Linked DNA regions of Mus musculus: region 2 is linked to region 1. Evidence: chromatin contacts called from public Hi-C data. All regions are on one chromosome and are shown on one strand. The core of a region is the stretch at or near the end of the contact, and the rest is flanking DNA. Distances in the headings are between cores, read along the strand shown. Region 1 overlaps Cntnap4 (contactin associated protein-like 4). Region 2 has its middle 55 kb from the start of Gm45904.

What was found. Hi-C and Micro-C count contacts between places; a contact is called where the count stands out from the background.
Region 2: a Hi-C map of the C2C12 cell line shows a contact between it and region 1, with 4 times the contacts expected there. The contact joins two enhancer-like sites. A contact is called at or near these places in 3 of 484 Hi-C or Micro-C datasets (the C2C12 cell line and cerebral cortex).

The regions. Positions count from the first base shown.
Region 1 is chr8:112,729,920-112,734,806 of GRCm38.p6, reverse strand. It overlaps Cntnap4 (contactin associated protein-like 4), which reads right to left. Exons shown (of 24, transcript NM_130457.2): 4 at 1,247-1,394. Among named protein-coding and RNA genes, the nearest start is that of Cntnap4, 160 kb to the right of the region's middle. Within about 2 kb of position 3,611, at least 13 of the 459 cell types and tissues checked have an H3K27ac peak or open chromatin away from gene starts, as enhancers often do. A contact at or near this core is called in the C2C12 cell line, where this site is marked.
Region 2 is chr8:112,974,332-112,979,820 of GRCm38.p6, reverse strand. No RefSeq gene overlaps it. Among named protein-coding and RNA genes, the nearest start is that of Gm45904, 55 kb to the right of the region's middle. Within about 2 kb of position 3,265, at least 14 of the 459 cell types and tissues checked have an H3K27ac peak or open chromatin away from gene starts, as enhancers often do. A contact at or near this core is called in the C2C12 cell line, where this site is marked.

The DNA of each region.
Region 1 (4,887 bases), core at 2,362-4,861:
GGTTGACCTAACAGTTAAGAGCCTAAACTACTCTTCCAGAAGACCCTAGTCCCATCCCCAGAACCCACATTCATCAATACACAACTACCTGTAGCTCAAACTTCAGGGAATCTGACGCCATCTTCTGACCTCCAAGGGGATCTACCCATATATGCACAAGCCCACACAGAAACACAGGGCTAAATTAATTTTTTTAAAAATGTGGCAAAAAAATTTAAAAAAAGATAAATAAATAAAGTAAATGAAATTTTACTAGAGGGGTAATGATGTAGTAAAACTGAACAGATCTGTGTTTGATCCTGGAGTTTCCCAAGTGTTAATTGTAAGCTATTGAGTCAATGCTTGAATCTCTCCAAACCCCAGCTTGTTTGCCTGATTGCTGTAGATCGTGTTAACCAACTGACTGCTCTATAATAGCAGAGCCCCTCCTAGAATGGTGTGGCTTGAGTGAACTATCAACAACTCTTAGGTCCCTTCCCTACAGAAACAAACAAACACATGTAATAGAATGCTTCGTCACGGGAAGTCTAAGTGAAATCTGTGGTCCCTGCCTTTCTTTTTTTAAGTGAAGATATTTCAAAGACATTTTATATTCTGGCAGAGGTCTTCCTTGTCTGTTTTAATTTATGCTGAGGGCATGGCACATTTTAAAAAATGAATTCCTTGGGATATTATTTTTAGGCTACAGAGAAAAATACTCAGCTTTCATATAAGCTGGCTGGTCATACATACTAAATGGAGTGAGGTCTTTTTTCTTTTCGAGACAGGGTTTCTCTGTGTATTCCTGGCTGTTCTGGAACTCTTTCTGTAGACCAGGCTGGCCTCGAACTCAGAAATCCGCCTGTTTCTGCCTCCCAAGTGCTGGGATTAAAGGTGTGTGCCACCACCACCCGGCTTTGTCTCTTTTCTTGAAGCCAGAGTATTAACATGGAGTCAAATATAACCACTGGAGGAGATGCAATATTCAAATACTCAGACTATTTAGTAATGATAGCTTTGTAACGTACACACACACACACAATGAAAGAAGAGAAAGCACACGTGCTTCATCCCTGAATTAAAATGTAAAAGTCGAACACTCCAATAAATATTAGCAGATGTGGTCACGAGAACGGCCTTCCACTGGAGTCATTCCTGTCTCATGTCTTTCTTCATACCTACAAAGTTGACTTCCGTTGTACAGTCTGGCTTTTCAAGCACCTCCTTTGATGTCTATTTCAACACGTTTGGTAAACAAAACACTTACGGTATGCACACCCGAACACCTCAATGCGCATCCCGATTCTGCCCTTGGGGTTCCATTCTAGAGGAATGAAGCGTAGGAACCTGGCTTTGATTGAAGGCTGGAGTCTATAGTACACAACGCTGTCTGCGTTCGCGTTCCCAGAAAATCCCTGGAAGAAAAGGAAAAGAAGGATCTCTATCTGGAGGTTGTCAGCGTCACCTGGGAAGAATGTCTGTGTGCAAAGATGGCCTTTCCTTCTGCCCCCACCCCCGGTCCCCGCCCCCGACCCCCGACCCCTGCCCTGTGAAAACTGTCACTTCCTTTAAGGAAATCAGATGAACTGTTTTGTCTCTCCATGCACAAAGTGACTGTTACCTCCGTTTCTTTGTATTAAAAGAAGTCACACTTTGTATTAAATTGCAATCACACCTATTAGAGCGGCTTTCGACTAGAATACCCTCAATAAAAATTGCTTCAGCAAAACACGGATTAAACGTAAAAGTGCCCCCGCGCCAGTGGCTGCCAGCACTGCAAACAGTGTGCAGAAGCCGAGGAAATAATCTCTCAGTATTGAAAAACTATTACCTGATTCAGCAAAGAAACTGCTCACCTGTTTCGGCTATTGCTCTTTCTCGGCTCCCTCATTAGCATAAACAAAAGCCTCCCCCCCAAGTAGGAGCCACACTCTATAAGTGCTGCTAAGCTTCATCAGCACACTGCCTCAGTCTTGTCCATTGCCGTAAAGGGATACTGGAAGCAATGAGAATTTGGAAAGACCCGTGATTAGACTTACAGGCTCTGGCTCTGGAAAACGAGAGAGACCTTTGGAATGATGCTAAGCCAGCACAGTCAATTTGCAGATGAGGAAATTAAAGGTCAGGAAGGTGCAAAAAAAAAATCTCTGGCGTCTGCAAAACCATCACACTGAGTAAGCCTGTGTTCCTTACGCAGTATTAGGGCACATTCGCTGATGTATAGCTTGCCTCCAATATTCATAGAACTCAGCACCCTAGCTACTTGAAACACATTTAAAGATCTATTTATTTTTATTTTAGGAGTGTCTGCATGAATGTTCACAAACCATGTACATGTCTGGTGCCTGGGGAGGGCAGAAGAGGGCACCAGATCCTCTGAAACTGGAATTCCCATTGTAAGAGTCCCTGTGGGTGTCGGAAACCAGAGGTGGGACATCTTAAGTCATACCTCCAGCCCGGAGCCATGTTTATCTGCCACATCATGGGACTTCACATATGACGAAATCAGTATGATAGAGAAGCTGTTCCCATCACCCATATTTCACCCTTATTTCTTCTCCACCCCCTCCTCCAACTCTTCTTCCTCCTTATTTTTGTTTACACTGTCACGATTTCTATATGTAGGAATGGCATAGGAAATATGCAGACTCATTATGCTGGGTCTCCTTAAAGTTAATCAATAAGGGACCAGCTAAGAAGGCTAAGAGGCAGACAGCAGATTCCAGTATTACCAGTCAGTACTCTTATGTACCAAAATATTTTCTAACACATTCTTTAAAAACATAAAAAAATAAAAAAAAGTTGCGTGTTTTGAAATCAACTCCCGTTGATTCCGTGAGTGATCAATTCGTTTCTTCTGTTTCATCAGCATCCCATTCCCCCGGTTTTTCAGGCTGGCACCCCACAAGGATCTCCACAACTGTACATTTCCACCTGCAAATTAAATCTGAAATCTGGCACCCGTAATAGCTAATCCTCATCTGCTACTCGACTGTACTTGGAACCAGCTAAGAAACTAACTTAGGTGCGCATCTGTGAGAAGGTTTTCCACAAAGAAAGACTGACCATCAGTGTCAGTGGGTGATACCCCCAGATGGGTTTGGGACCATCCCATGAATAGAAGTGTGAAGTGGAGAAACCAAACTCTGCTTCCGGACCGAGGCTCTGGCTGCTATGGTTACCCCCCCCCCCCCCCCCCCGCCATGCTGGACTTAGCCTCAAATCATAAACCAAAAATAACCTCTTCCCCTCACTTACTTGCTGATGGGTGTACAGTCACAACAGTCAGAAAAGCAACTGATACAGCCTGGTTTACCGTCTCTACTATGACCACCCAGTTCCACAAAGCATGGTCTCATCAGAATTGTCATCAAAGCCTGGTCTTGGACCTTTCATTCTTGCGTCCCGGCCCCATTCATACCCAGACTCTCAATGGTTTCCCTGGTGACCAGCCAGTAAGATTTGGAAAGGAGGAGTGCAGGACCCCTTCCCGCTGCTTGCGGTCAAAACCCAAAGACTTCATCAAGTGTAACAACCACAGCTGGAATGTAGCCCCACTGAATCTCCTTGAAAAGGCATGACTCAGTCCTGATGAAGGCATTTGCACAGAAGGCAACCGTGTACAGTCACTTCCTGTTTGGGCTATCCATACCGCCTCCGCCTGAGAAGGCCTCATTCTTGCTCACATCTTCTAAGGTAAAGTCTGGGCTCCCACATCAGATCTTCCAGTTCTCCTTTCTTTGAGTTTCTCACCCTCTGCAGGAGGAAGGGTCCTTTTCTGTTTACTCTTTTTCCAGGCTTATTTATCTTACCCTGCTAGAGGGGGCGTTCCACTACAAGCATGGACCCTAGCCAGCCTCCAGCTACAGTGAAATCCCTGCTTCGTCTCAGCAAGATCCTCGGGCATTTATGTTTAAGGAAGACAAGGCTTAAAAAGAAAATTTAAACAAAGTTCAGCACGCTTCTCAATTGCGAGGCCTCTTGGAGCACAGGCTGACGAGAACCATGCGCTATGTCTCTTAGGACAGGGAATGATCTAGTGTGTCTCAGACATACTTGTTCCCCAGGAATGTTCCTCATGCACTTTTCCTTATCACTGCCCGCTTACTACTGCAGTTCTGCTGAGCACCTGCCTGGGCTGCAGCTGGGCCCACCTTGAACCAAGCAGGGATTTCACTGTAGTTGGAGGCTGGCTAGAGTCCTTAGACTCTGACCATCAGCCCTTTTAAAAAGTCCCACCATATTTCCTATTTCCGCGGTCAAAACACTTTACTAAGGATTAGGAAAGATTATCACACTAGTAAACGCCCCCACCCCCACTCATCCACCCCCACTCCCCACCTACCTTAGTGGTTTCCATTTCTGAGGAAATCATGAGATCCTGCCTATGAAAAGTCATCTCAGGACCTTCGGAAAATTCCGCAAGGCACCCCTCTCCTCCAGAAGGGAGAGGCTTATTATACTCCTCAGAAAGACCACAGGGGGGACCCACAGATAAGGAAAGCCCTTGCTATTTCACTCCCTAAGGACCAATCAGTTTAAAAGTCACACCGTTCTGCCAACCACATTGTGTTTAGTGGCTGTTGCTCTATTCTACCCCTGAAAACTGTATACAAACTGGCTGAACGGGCTGCCTGGGGTCACCACCTCTCCTTCAGGTGCAAGACGACCCCAACACACTGGAACAATAAATTCCCCTTGCTTTTGCATTGATCCCTGGCTCCATATGGTTCACTCAGAGGGTTCCCAGGAACTAAGACTCCTCAGTCTAACACCTGAAATTTGCATGTCCATGTGGTCGAATTTTTCTTTTAGGAGGGGTAAGGTAAGGTACCATTTTCCAACTTGAACTACATGTTAAAACTTTCAGTTGTACAGCCCCCAAGCACAGATATGTGTGTGCGTTCA
Region 2 (5,489 bases), core at 2,016-4,515, 250 kb before region 1:
AAATACCACTTAAGAGTTCTTGCCTTGGGGAAATACCACTTCCTCAAGGGTGATGGAAGTTGTCATAGAAACAACCATAATTACAAGAAGCATGGCTATTGGTGGAAAAAATGTTACCTTAAAATGGTCCCCACCTCCTCTTAGAGAAGCTAAGTGGTTTCTCAGAAGTGAGTTTTCTTTTTCAAGACTATGCAAAGGTTACTGGCTTCAGCTTTCTACTCTCCAGAGTCAGGCTTTTTGTTGGTTTTCTAATTTTTAAATGTCTTGATGTTCAGATGCTCAGCTTAAATCAATGCCCTTCATTCTAAACTTGTTTCTGAAGACTAGGGCCTCTTCTCACAAGGTGTTGAATCACCTGCTCGAGACCTAAGAATAAGATTTTAGAACATGTGTGACTTAACAGAGTAATTTGTATCTAGAAGGAAAAAGCCCATGATATCTCCCAAGGTGAGTAATTATTTTCAATCGTATTTATCCTTGGTGTATTCAGAGTTAACAGAAAAATCTTAGGAATATAACAGGAAGAGATGCATGTAAATACCTAATTTATTTTTCTCAGCCTGAATTTTTTGCTTGTCATTTCTCTTACACAAATGCTATTTCTTCCTTTCTGCATAATAGTTTTAGCATATTAACTTCTTGATGACCTTAACTCTCTATAACTTTGTTTCTATGACCACTTCATAAATCTTCAGAGTTTTGTCTAATGTTCAAATTATTCACACACACACATTTATTTTAAATGGGTTATGTTCATTCATAATAAATTAGCTCACTTTAATATGTTTCATGGTATATTTTAATATTCACCCCTATAACAGTAAATATACCTATTTTAAATTGTATAACCTCAAAGATATGGACATATTACAGGTATTCACAATTCTGATATTTAATTTTTAATAATTTATCCTGATTTCTTCCAAAGATGATTTATAGCAAGTTTCAAAAATATGTAGAGTCTGAATTAGTTATATGGAGAGTGAAAGTACACTAGATTAATGAGAATAATTATTATGTATTAAATAATGATTTTTTAGAAATTAAGTTATTTTTAAAAAGGAAAAAGAAGCTAAAGCCCCCAGAAAGAAGGTGAAGTCTATGAGCACACTGACCTCTGCACAGCCGAGTCCTAGAGAGAGATGCACCATAAGCAGGTGCTCATGGGAAACGACATCATTCCTGTATCAGAAGCAGCCCCCGGTGAGGCTCTCAAAACAGATCTGATGAAAAACTCCTCACCCTTTCAACACACCCATACTACAGCACGTAGGCTTCATCTTGTTTCATGTTCCAAGCCCTCATTAAGATGCAGTGACACTAGTGGAAAGCAGTGTTTCAGGTAAAAAGGTCCCATGGTGGTGGCAGAAGACCGTGTCTCTGGTTCATCTCATCTCCAGGTTAATGGAGAAACAGAATTTAGAGAACTTGGGGAGATAGGACTAATTGCCTCAGATCTAAAGGTACCATTCCACTCAATTAAAGCCTCTGCTAATGTGTATTGCAAAGCTAAGACTTCAAGAAATGTTCCAAATGGTCTTAGATGTTTCCTAATGATAGCATATGCATATTTTTATTCCATCAAGAATCACAAAATAGAGCCTTGTGGCCCTGGCTCACGCAAATTTCTATTTCAATTATGAAGACAAACAGACACCAAACTCTCTGCTCACTTTCCACCTGAACTGATAACTTAAGCTTACAGTCATATAATGTTAACCAACTGGGAATGGACATGGCTACAACTTTCATCACTCCACTAGGTGTGTTTACATCCTTCCTTTGTCTAGGGGGATCTGGACATGAACCTGGGAAGGGACTTTATCTAAAGGTAGTCTCTCTGTTTGTGACTGTATAGTATACGCATTTTATGTATGTAGTAAAGGTTATATATTCCACTTTGCCATGTTTTTTTTTCCTTTTGCAAAATGATTAAAAATTTCCACACTCAATATCTTTAAAATTTGCAAATTCCATTTACTTATGTGTAAATACAAAACTAACCCAAGGATGGGAGATGAAGCGAGTGACTGGTGTTTCTGACTTTTGATGTACCCATACTGAGCAATAAGACTTCTTCAAAACACTTATGCTTTTATTTTGGAAAGCTGTATTTATTTTTATACTAACTGGTTGATACTATTATATGATTCTTCGGGGAATTGACAAGCACAGAATATATGTACATAGTGTGTTAGTATTTTTGTTGTTGTTGTTATGATAAACTATCTTAACCTAAATGCAAGTTAGGGAAGAGGGGATTTATTTTAGCTTATATAGTTACATAGGAGGTGTAGTCCATCAGGATGGAGGAGACATGGCACCAGGCAGGCATGAAAGCAGGAGCAGGAACCTAGCTGATCACATTCCTAGCACATACAGGAAGCCAACAAGAAGCTTACAAGAAGTGAGGCCTGCCTGGTTATACAACTTTAAAGCCAGCCCTAGTGATATACTTTTTCCAGATAGATACTTCTTAAAGGTTCTATAACGTCTCCAAACATCTCCAGCAGCCAGGGACCAAGTGTACAAACACAAGACCCTATAGAGGACATTTCTTATTCACACCAACAGAATTGGAAAGGGAAGTTTGTTTTCTTAGGTATCTTTGTCTGTTGGTTGGATTTTTTTTAAACTCACTTCACAAAGTCTTCATCGCCCACTCTCTCCAAAACAAACTAACTTTAAATATTTTTCCCTCTGAGTTGACTACTCCCTGTTCATCTGGCATTTCAAAATTGCTAATCCTGTAAAATATATGTTTTTAATTATAAACCTCAAGTAATGGGTGCAATGTCCCAGAAGGGTCCAACTTACATTGCAGTTGAACTGAAAGCTCTTGTTTGTATCAGTCTTTCCATGTGGCTCACTACCATGGTGAATTAACCTTGCCCATTTAACTCACAGTCTATCTTCTCCCTATAGATTCTATACCTCAACTCACATGGGGCAAAACCCTATCTTTGTTTGATCCCATCTGGTTTGAAAGGTATAATTTAAATGCACAGTTGCAGGCCACATTAAATGGTTTCATCAGGTGGGGCCAACCTTAGCTCTTGACCTGGGTTATTCCATAATGCTTTTTTTCCACCCTTACCTAGGAAACAATTTTGTACTATTTACCCCAAAACACAACCTTCTCAGGGAATGTGTTTATTTTCCAAGTCGAAGAAAAAAATAAGACCTGAGTGGAGGACACAGTCAGAATACATGTCCTTTGTGCTCATGCTGTAACTGGAGACTGCATCCAAACAACTAATGACTCATTTGATGACTAAAGAAACACTCATTTGTGCGGTTATGGTTTTTATGAGTTAGGAATCTGGGTTCAGCTAAATTGGACCCTCTCCCCACCCAGGGCTTCCCACATGGCTATAATCAACTTTTCCTCTGATACTGTGATTCTCCCATGATGTCTAACCTAGACAAAGACTTTTGAGCTCATTCATGATGTCACTGTTTGCATCTCATTCCCTTTCAGATGCTGAGCTGAGAGCCTCAAGTTACTAGAGAGCTGCTAAATGTGGTCCTCCGTTCCTTGTGATGGAGACCTCTCCAACGACAAAAATTGTTTGGCCATAGCCAGCTGGGAAAGAATCAGTTACTAATATGGAAGTTAGTGTTCTGTGTCAAGTAATTACAGAGCAGACAACCAATTTTGGTCTCTGCCATATTTTCTTATTTTGATGCAAATGACTACGCCAGTCTGTGTTGACAAGTGGCTTGTGCGTGGCAGAAAAGATCATCAGAGACCATCTTAGACACTGCTTGCTGAAGATTCATTGTAACAGCCACCCCCTCCCAACATTATAGACATACATGTCCATTATCAGCTTGTGCAAGCTTGGTCAGTGGACAAGTAGCTGTTTCACACAGGAAAACATCTGTTTCTATAGAGGCAGCAAACACAGTCTGGGCCAGACACAAAACCACAAGCTTTTATCTGTTTGGGCAGCATTACAGAGCTGGCTGCTACAGGTCCACTTTTCCTAAATTGACTTGGCTGGGGCAAGAATTAGATTTCAGAGAGAATCTTTGCACATAATGGCCTTTTAGATATTATATGAAAGGGTAACTGTGGCCCTGTAATTTATTCCTCCCTCCTCAGGGATCCCTGAAGACGTTTGACCCTGACCAGAATTCTTTGCAAATATCGACTGATCCACTATACTAACTGAAAGATAAATGAGGGTCCAAAAGGGTTCTGCTGTGCACTGATTACAGATCTGGAAATGACCTCAACCTCGGCATCCTATCCCAGTTCATTTAGATTGTTTATATTAAATCCAGGGCTGGGCTGATGCATGCAAGTTATACACATAGCCAGAACAAAGGTAGGTGCCTACCACAATTCTACAAGTTGGAAGTCTTCCTGACTAACTTGTCTGATGCCCTTGCCAGAATTCAAAACCATATCTGTTGTGTGGGAAAGTATCCTATGGGTTGGGCTCCCAGATGCTGTACATATAAATGGTCCTATTTACTATGTTGGCAATTAGTCAAAGCCTAGTGCTGGCTAAGTTGGGGTGATCTTTCTAAAACAGAAGTAAGACTAAGGATTGGTTTAGTAATAATTCAAGTGAGATGTTTATTTTTCAATGGCTTTAAGTAAGATTTACTTGGCATACAGTGACACATACACACACACACACACACACAGTGAGTCATTAATAACACTTATGTGATATAACCTTGCAACTGGAAAGATAAAACCTAAATGTTTGGTTATGATCCCTGATGTCCTAAAAAAGCTTCTCAAACTAACTGTATATGATTTATCACAGACAAGTACAACTCCAATCATAAGAGATCCGACAGGGTATATAGTATTATGTACAGGGAGGCTGAGTTCAGACTAGTTCTGAGTTTAAAAGTAATCATTTCAATGTTAAATCAGTGTGAGATTTGCTTACTCAGCACTCAATGCAAGAATCCAGGCCACTAAAAAGTGGCCAAGAAACAATACTTCAACCTTTGGCTTCATTAGCTGTTTACACATAGTCTTCCATGACCCACGTGGAAGGCAGAAGAATAACACCCCCCCCCAAATCAGGAGGTGAAACTAGGAAGACACTGGAATATCCGAATAGACAGAATAGACTATGGCTAGCTCTGATCTAAAGAGTGTGTCCTGAGAGAGCAACCTCTAGTGTTAATCTTTTCCTGTGAGCATAATTGGGATGGATGGAGAATCATGCTCCCATATGTTTGAACGTCAATATTCCACAGCCACGTGCTGCTACCAGTCTCAACTGGTTTTGATTAAATGCCAAATGACAGCCTTTACAATTCCCCAAGACTGCATGGAAGAACATACAAAATAATAAAGTTGCCACAGGTATGAAAGAGTACTAATATTCTAACTAGCTGTGCCGATTGAAGTAAATTATTGATCCCCACTAAATGTTTTTTATAAATCGGCATGTGATGAATTATTTATATGTACTTATTGCATATAATGTGGGATTTGATGTATTGGAATACTAGTT